2 separate regions of the Rattus norvegicus genome follow, and region 1 is linked to region 2. Evidence: chromatin contacts called from public Hi-C data. All regions are on one chromosome and are shown on one strand. The core of a region is the stretch at or near the end of the contact, and the rest is flanking DNA. Distances in the headings are between cores, read along the strand shown. Region 1 overlaps Mprip (myosin phosphatase Rho interacting protein). Region 2 holds the start of Mprip (myosin phosphatase Rho interacting protein).

Region 1 (3,930 bases), core at 51-2,550, 51 kb after region 2:
CTAAGTCCTCTGCAGATTTGCTATGGTCGTGTAGCTAGATATTCTTGTGGGATTCCTAACAGTGGGAGTGGGGCCTGTCTCTGGTTCTGCTGCCTGCCTTTGGCACCCTTTTTCTCCATCTGAGTTGCCTTATCCAGCTTGATAATGTGCCTGGTCTTTCTTACTGTAGCTTGTTATGCCATATTTGGTTAATGTCCCTTGAAGGCTTGCTCTTTGCTGAAGGGAGATGGAGCCAGCCGGGGTGAGTCTGGGTAATAAGGAGGGGGCGGGGAGAAACTGCAGTTGGGATGTACTGTATGAAAGAAGAATAAATAAAAAGAAAAAAAAATGAGAGCCTCAGAGAATATTCTTGGAAGTAGGATTGCTGGTGTGGAAATGAGTAAGTTTTGAGCCTATCAGTAGTTAATTCTTCAGTAGCATTGCATGATATCAGCTAACTGGCTGGGTCTCCCTAGCTTCTCCCTTTTTCATTTCTCTGTATCCTATCCCAAACTATAGTGGCAGGCTTTTTGAGTGAGGCCTCTAAAAGATGTTTGGTACCATGGCTTTGATCTTCAAGAACAGTTATTAGAAGCCAAAAGACAACTCAGAAATCTCATTTTGGATTTTATGCTTCTCCCACGTCAGAAGCAGGATCAAAGTTTGCTGCCCCTTGCCACTTTGCTGTCCCCTGAGCTAAAAGGGAGTCTGGGTGCAGGCACACAGGCTACTTATCCCTTGGTAAAGGAAAGTGGAATAGACCACAGCACGGAGGAGAGACTGCTCCGTCTCTCACAGTCTCCAGAATCTTTGCTGTTCTCTGCCTTCAGCTCTGACTCCACCCCACCCACTTGGCCTTTTGGATGAAAACAAAGCTGTCTCAGGCTTACTTAATTCCCATGTCTCTAAAAATATCTGTGAGCTTCTGCTGGCCCAGTCTCCTCCCCCATATGCTGCTACTCTCCCCCCACCCAAGACTTAGGGGAAGAAACAAGATCTCCCTCTCATTGTTCTTTCCAAGCTCAGAAAGGAATAAATAAGAACACTGAGTTTCCAAAGTTGAAAGGGGGGAAAACTGCCTTTGTCGGGCCTGGAGGGGCGCCACAGCATCTGAAGCCATCCCTGCTGGGGACAAGCCATCACTCTGTAGTCCCTCTCTCTCACAAGGAAAGGAATGGAAGGGCCAATAGCCCAGACTCCTTCCTCCTTGTATATGTGGGATGGCAAAGGGAGCTAGGGCTTGGGCAGCCTAGAGGAGCTGCATGTGGGAATGGCGTGGCTCCCAGCCTTTGACCACGCCTGGTCAGCACAGGCCAAAGGGGGCTGTGGGAAGTGTCCAACCTCAAGGCTGCTTGTGGCCCCGGGCGCTTTCTCAGGCATTTCTGGATTGGGACAGAGTCTCAGACAGCACTCTTCCCAACCCCCAATCCTAGCTTTGGACTCCTGCCTAATTGAGGCTTTATTTATCTCCATGTTTCCCAGCTCTGTGAGACAGACAAGTGGGTGAGGCCCACACATTCTCGAAGCACAGGGGAAGAAGGGCCCAGGGGAGGAAGAAAATATAAGGGCCGGCTCCCTTCTCAGAGGAGCTATGCAGGGAGGAGCTAGAGTAAGAGGAGCCCTGAGGAGCTTCCCAGTAAGGTGTCTGGCCGTACTGCACATCTTATTTTCATCCTACTTGGAATCCAAAAATAGCCTTGTCAAAGTCACAGCCCTTCATATGGGAGCTCTGCACATCAGAACTCAGAAGAGCTGCATTCAGCTGTTGGTTGAAAGCCACTAGCTGCCTCTCCCTTTTCCTTGCAGGCCAGACCTGTGCCCTCAGGATCCAGCAGAGACTTGGGGTGAAGAGAAGTGTCAACATACACAACTGCACTCAGCAAGCTGACACCTCTCTCTCTCTCTCTCTCTCTCTCTCTCTCTCTCTCTCTCTCTCTTCTGTATCTCTTTGGAAAGAGAAAAATCAGTTTCCTTTCCTCATCTGTTGTCTTGCTTCTTCTTCCTTTTTTTTTTTTAAACTTTCAATATTCCTACTTAACTTGTACAGAGTGAAGCAGACCCACCTCTCTATATAGGCCATTTAAGAAAATAAAAGTCAAACTATATTGGATTTGGAGCCGTTGTGTGTAGGAGGGTAGAAGCACAAAAACTTTTTTGTCATTTTGCTCAATTATAAAGTCAAGGTATTTATTGGACACATTTTTTTGAGACACAAAAATAAGATCAATTCTCCAGAAAGTCTGCCGTTGTTTGGTTCACTTGTTCAGGTCAACTCAAAAGAAAAGTCCTTCTAGGCATCACATTCTGTCCTTTGACAGCTGTCACACTAGTAGAGATCGGAGTAGACGCTTATCCTTAGGGTAATATATACCTTCCTTGGGGTGGTTCTTGGTAGCTGTAGGTTAGTTCTTCCCTATCACTCAAGGGTCCTGGGCAGAAGGCTGGCTAGGCAGACACAGGCATGGACGACCTTGGAAGTCTGCGTCCCCCGTCCCAGAAGCACTCTAACTTGAGATCTAGGTTGCTCAGAGTGCCTTGCTGGCATCGTCAACCTCCCAAGCCATTTTGGCTAGAAGTGGAGGTCTTGGGGACCACAAGATGCCTGGGAAGAGACCAGTCTTCTAGTTTATTCCAGGCTGGGCTTTTTCAGTTGAGTTAGTTTGCCTTCAGGCAATTGTCAGAAAATACTTCAGTTGATATGTGAGGGTTAAATTCCAATTCTGCTTTCTGTTTGCTTACCCTGAGGTGCCTTTGTGACTCAGTAAACCTGTCCTTTTCCCTTTGCACCATGAAGACTGAGGATGGCCAGTTAAGAGTGGAGACAGTAAGCTACAATGTAGCAGAATCCTGTTTCCTGTCCTCTCTGAACATTCATCTGAAGAGATGAAGGGAAGACAAGGATGCCAAACCAACAAGGTGTCCTGCTTTCTATGCTTGCTTGACCATTAGACTAAAGGAAAGGCTTTGTTCCTTGCAAAGTAGTTCTCTTGCCTAGGATCCAGTGATGCCCGCTCACTGGTGAGGAAGTTGTTTAAGATTTCATCAATGCTGTGTCCGACTAAAAATACTGTTCATGTTATTTAAAAGATAAAAACCTTCAGAAACATTTGACAGTAGTGTAGGCAACAGTTATGTATATAGTTCCCTATTCTTTTTATATTATTTATTGAGAGTAGAGTTCTGGCTAGAGAATTTGAAAAACCAAAGGCTAAAGAGACTACTTTAGCTCCTAGAACATGACCACTGCAGCTCAGAGTAATTCAACTCTCTTTGGGCCTTGGGACCCTGCAAATGACCCTGGAGAATGCACTTGTTCCAGAGGACTCTTCTTTTCAGAGTGTTTAGACCTGTGGGCCACTTTGGGGTAGATACTTAAGTGCCCCTTGTGGTGAGCTGTTGTGGACAGGAAGAGATACAACTCTTCCTCAGTCCTGCTGGCTACTCCGTGCTTCAGCTTCCTTTATGTCTTCTTTTTATGGCCATTTCCATCACGTATGTTTCTGAATTGATATTGACCACAACTTGATACTGTGTACTGAGCAAATGTATTTGGAGTGGTACACGTCAATAACTCAGTCATTCACAGACTAGGAGACCTGGCACATCACCTCCAGATACTCCCTGGCCACTCTTTTGTACCCCTCAGATTTCATCTCCTAGGAGGGAGGTATGATGGACAGATGATGGGCTATGAGTTGGTCATTTACTTCAGATGGCTGTGAGCTGAATCATTTCCTTGCCTGGCCCTGGGATCTTTAAAGGTGGACTGAATATACTTTTGAAAGAATCTGGGATAAATTTGATGACAAATATGATGCTAAGGAGGAGGGGACTCTGGGTGCCTCACTTGTCTTACTAATGTGCCAGGAAGGAGGTCATAGTTGATGCCTCACTGACCTTACTAGTGTGGTACTAAGGAGGAGGCCATGGCTGGCATCTTGCTGGTCTCAG
Region 2 (3,873 bases), core at 776-3,275:
AGGCTCGGTACCAAAAAGCCTTTACTCGGTGTGCAATCTCGCTGGCTCCATCTTTTAAACAGTTTGTACACGCTCATAAAACAAAACCCAAAAGGACAAAAAGGTCTTATAATGAAAATTAAAAGTAGGTCACCTCCCAATAACCCAGTTCTTCTCCCCAGAGGCCACCATTGGTATCACTTTCTGAGTATTCAGTGCAAACAAGAACTGTCAGTCTCCCTTTACTCCTCCCCCTCCTTTATTTTGGAAAAATTTAAATAACAAGAAGGTTGCAAGAATAGTACAGTAAACACCCTTCCCCAATATTCACCAATTGAGGACTGGCCATATTTTGTGGAGTATTTTGCAGGGATTATTATCAACTAGAGCTTGCAACACCTTACATTCATGTCAGTTTTGTACATGTGGTCACTGAGGTGCCAGTGAAGGCAAAGAACTTGCCCACAGCCAGATCAGAGCTGGGCTCTCCCCTCAGGCTGCAGGAAGACTTTGATCCGGGTTCCTTCATCCCTGATGCTTGTGCAGGAAAGCATTTCCTTCTCAAAATGGAAATACACCTCCCTGGGGTAGTCACCAGGAAAAGTACACAGCTCTGAAGGCATTTCTCTCCTAAAGCCTCCTTGTGACCTGAGCTCAGCTGCTCTCAATGCCACCACCTGCTCCAATATCACCTCCACCGTGAAGAATGAGTTAGCTCAGCCTCTGTTTAAAAAAAAAAAAAAAAAAAAAAACAGGGGCTGGGGATTTAGCTCAATGGTAGAGCGCTTACCTAGGAAGCGCAAGGCCCTGGGTTCGGTCCCCAGCTCCGAAAAAAAGAACCAAAAAAAAAAAAAAAAAAAAAAAAAAAAAAAAAAACCAAAACAAACAACAACAACAACAACAAAAAAACAAAAACAAAAAACCCGCAGGCTGACTCCTGGAACTGCCAGCCAGCTGAGCCTGGAATCTCAGGTCAAAGTGATTCCTCCCTTACTTCTTGCCTCCCTCCCCTCTCCTCCTTAGAAATGGCTCACTATGGTCCAGACTTGGCCTTAAACTCTCCATCCTCCTAGATCTGCCTCCAGAGTCATGGGACCACACACTCCTTTCTTGTTCCTCCTCTCCACTTCCACCTGCATACCTTGGGAACATTTCTGCAGGCTCTGCTTAGAACCAGCTCAAGGCTGTAGGAAGCAGTCTGTCTCCTAAGGAGCAGGGGTTGTCCCTCTCCATCCCCCTCCCCTCCGCTCTAGACTCCTCTGTCCTTTCCTTTCCAAGTGGCCTTTTGCCTGGGAGTCTGGGCAAGAGTGGTCTGGAGTATACAGTTCGGGCCCTTTCCTGCAGAGTGACCTTGCACAAGCTATTGGCAGTGTCTGAGCCTTTGTTTCCTTAAGCACAAAACGAAGGTAAGACTGCTTAACTCTAGCAGAATTGGGCTCCCATAGTAGAATTGACAACTCCTCACGGGGCTGCTGACATCTTCTAGTCACCTCGGAAACACTATGCCTTATTACTTAACTGTTCCGCGCGCCTCAGTTTCCTTACGTAAAACCGGAATGGTCATGGAAAGGTTGTGGAACTTTAATGATCTAAACCACAGGGAGCTCTTGAAACAATTCCTAGCCCTTTTGGTGCGACCTGGGTCGACCATAGACTTAGCACACAGTAGGGGCGCCGGGTCGACGAGGCAGAAGGCCGCAACGAAGAGGCTACGAGAGAGACAAGGGCCCGCAGGGAGACCGCGGAGATCTACCGCGTCCTTCCGGGAGCAGACCAGCCCAGCGCCGCAGCTGTCAGGCCGCGGGCGGCAGCGCCAGTCCACCAAACCTGAAAGTTCCATCCCAGCGCCTCCACCTTCCCAGCCTGGACAAGTTACCTTGCGCCCGCTGCTCCTGGTCCCGCCCCCACCATCCATTGGTCAACGGGTTTCTTTGTTAGCAGGAGCGTGCAGGTGCCATTGGTTCGCGGGGCTGCCGGTTGCGGCGCCCCGCCCCGCCCCGCCCCGCCCCGCCCCGCCCCGAGTGCGCGCGGCGCCCAGCTCGGTTCGTTCGCGGTGGCGGCGGGCGCCCGGTGAGCGCGACGGCTGGACTTGCCGGCCGGCGCCTTGGGGGCGGCCGCGGTGGAGCCAGCGGCCAGAGGCCGCGTCCGTCCATGGGCCCACAGCGGCCGGGCGGCGGGGCGGGGCGCGAGGCGGCGCGCGCGCTCTGAGGCCGCGGTGAGCAGGCGGGGCGCGGCACGAGAGGGGAGGCCTTTCCGGGCCTGCGGCGGCCAGCGCAAAATGCGGCGGCGGCCGCGCTGAGTCCCCGACCTCCGGGAGCGCGCTGGGCCGTGGCGGCCCGCTCCGCGGCCCCCTAGCCGACATGTCGGCGGCCAAGGAGAACCCGTGCAGAAAATTTCAGGCCAACATCTTCAACAAGAGCAAGTGTCAGAACTGCTTCAAGCCCCGCGAGTCGCATCTGCTCAACGACGAGGACCTGACGCAGGTGAGCTGCCGCGGGTGCGGAGCTGGGAGTCCTGCCTGCGAGTCGTGTCGGGGAGCGCGGAGCCTGCGAAGGCCAAGAAAAAATAAAATGGAGCAGGAAAAAGAGATGCGTGAGAGTTGGGGGATGGGGTTGGAATGGGGGCGGGAAGAGTATCGATAGAGCCGGGACAAAGGGAAAATCCTCAAGAATGCCGAAAAATAACATCCTTTCCCGTTCCCATAGCTCTGCCGTGTGATTCATGCTTGTTGGGTGACTCAAAAATGTCTGGTTTCCCTGGATAGGAACAAAGTGGGGCTTGCTTGCCGCTTGTCAGGATCCCCCCCCCCCAACCCCCTGCGACTTGTCTTGGGGCTGGACTCAGACTTGACCACCAGACTGTCCCAGGAATTGGCTTGTTTGCGTGGGTCACCAGTTTCCATCTTGTGGAATAGAGCCTGCCCTCCTAAGTCACTGTCACCGTCAGGGTCTGAAGAGCGATGAGGTGTCTCCAATTGGGGATGGGTGGGTCTTGCTCTTGAACTGAAGGTAGGAATAGCTTTCGTTGAGAGGTTAAGGGGCTTCCCTTCTTGTTTTGCTCTCTGGCCCAGGAGTTCAAGAAGACCTCTGCATTCTGGGTAAAGTTGGTTCTCCCCTCTTTCTGTGCTTAAACTGTTAGTCGGGATTTTGGACCAGGTTAGAAGCTCTTCCTAACCCGTGTCAAAGTCACAGTCATAGAAAGAACTGTCCTAGACCTCCAAGTCACAGTCATGGAAAACACAGGCCTAGACCCCCAACCCTGGAGCAGTGTAGGAGACTGGGAGTTTGTATTGGTACAAGGTTCCCAATTTAGGCTATTGTCCCATGGGAACTGACTGGTTGCTCTCAGTTTTCTGGTGTTGAAGATTCCTGGCCTTGTTTGCAGCACTTTGGGAAAGCCCTGTACATCCTGCTTACCTTTTTCCCTAGCCCTCTGCCGCTGCCTCTCAACACCTGCTTGCCGACTGCCAGTAGAGCTCCCCAAGCATTCCAGCCCAATGCCACCTAGTTGTAGCCACTCCTTTTGGAAAGAGCTGTTTAGACTGAAAACATTGCTTTGAAGTGCCCTGGTTTGAATGTTTTTTAAAGCCTTTATGGGCAAACAAGTGGGCAAGCAAGGTTTGACTTCTTTTATGGGGCAAACCAGAGTGTAGTAGTAGGGCAGGGGTTATGCCATCTTGCTCTGAGGTCAGATTTCCAATAGCCAGGAAGTAATCAGGAAGCTTAGCCAGACTCTCCAAGTCCCAGTCATTGGTTGGTGAGAACACCAAGGGCCTTAGAGACCTGTCTGTTTGGGAAGGGTAGGACTGTTGAAGAGAGAGAAATGTGATTTCCTCTTCTCATTTGGACCCTGTTCTGGGAAGGAGTGTATGGGATCTGAGGTGACTGCTTGTGA

Evidence for each region. A called contact is a pair of places that touch in the nucleus more often than the background predicts.
Region 1: a Hi-C map of frontal cortex shows a contact between it and region 2, with 2.0 times the contacts expected there. The contact joins the enhancer-like site here to the promoter of Mprip in region 2. A contact is called at or near these places in 3 of 12 Hi-C or Micro-C datasets (frontal cortex, hepatocytes and kidney).

The regions. Positions count from the first base shown.
Region 1 is chr10:45,003,026-45,006,955 of GRCr8, forward strand. All of the region lies in intron 3 of Mprip (myosin phosphatase Rho interacting protein), which reads left to right. LOC120095110 (a long non-coding RNA gene) reads right to left here. Exons shown (of 5, transcript XR_010055640.1): 5 at 1-3,930. Among named protein-coding and RNA genes, the nearest start is that of Mprip, 51 kb to the left of the region's middle. Within about 2 kb of position 1,301, at least 68 of the 93 cell types and tissues checked have an H3K27ac peak or open chromatin away from gene starts, as enhancers often do.
Region 2 is chr10:44,951,475-44,955,347 of GRCr8, forward strand. Mprip (myosin phosphatase Rho interacting protein) reads left to right here and starts at 2,026. Exons shown (of 24, transcript NM_001414223.1): 1 at 2,026-2,462. The coding sequence starts at 2,340.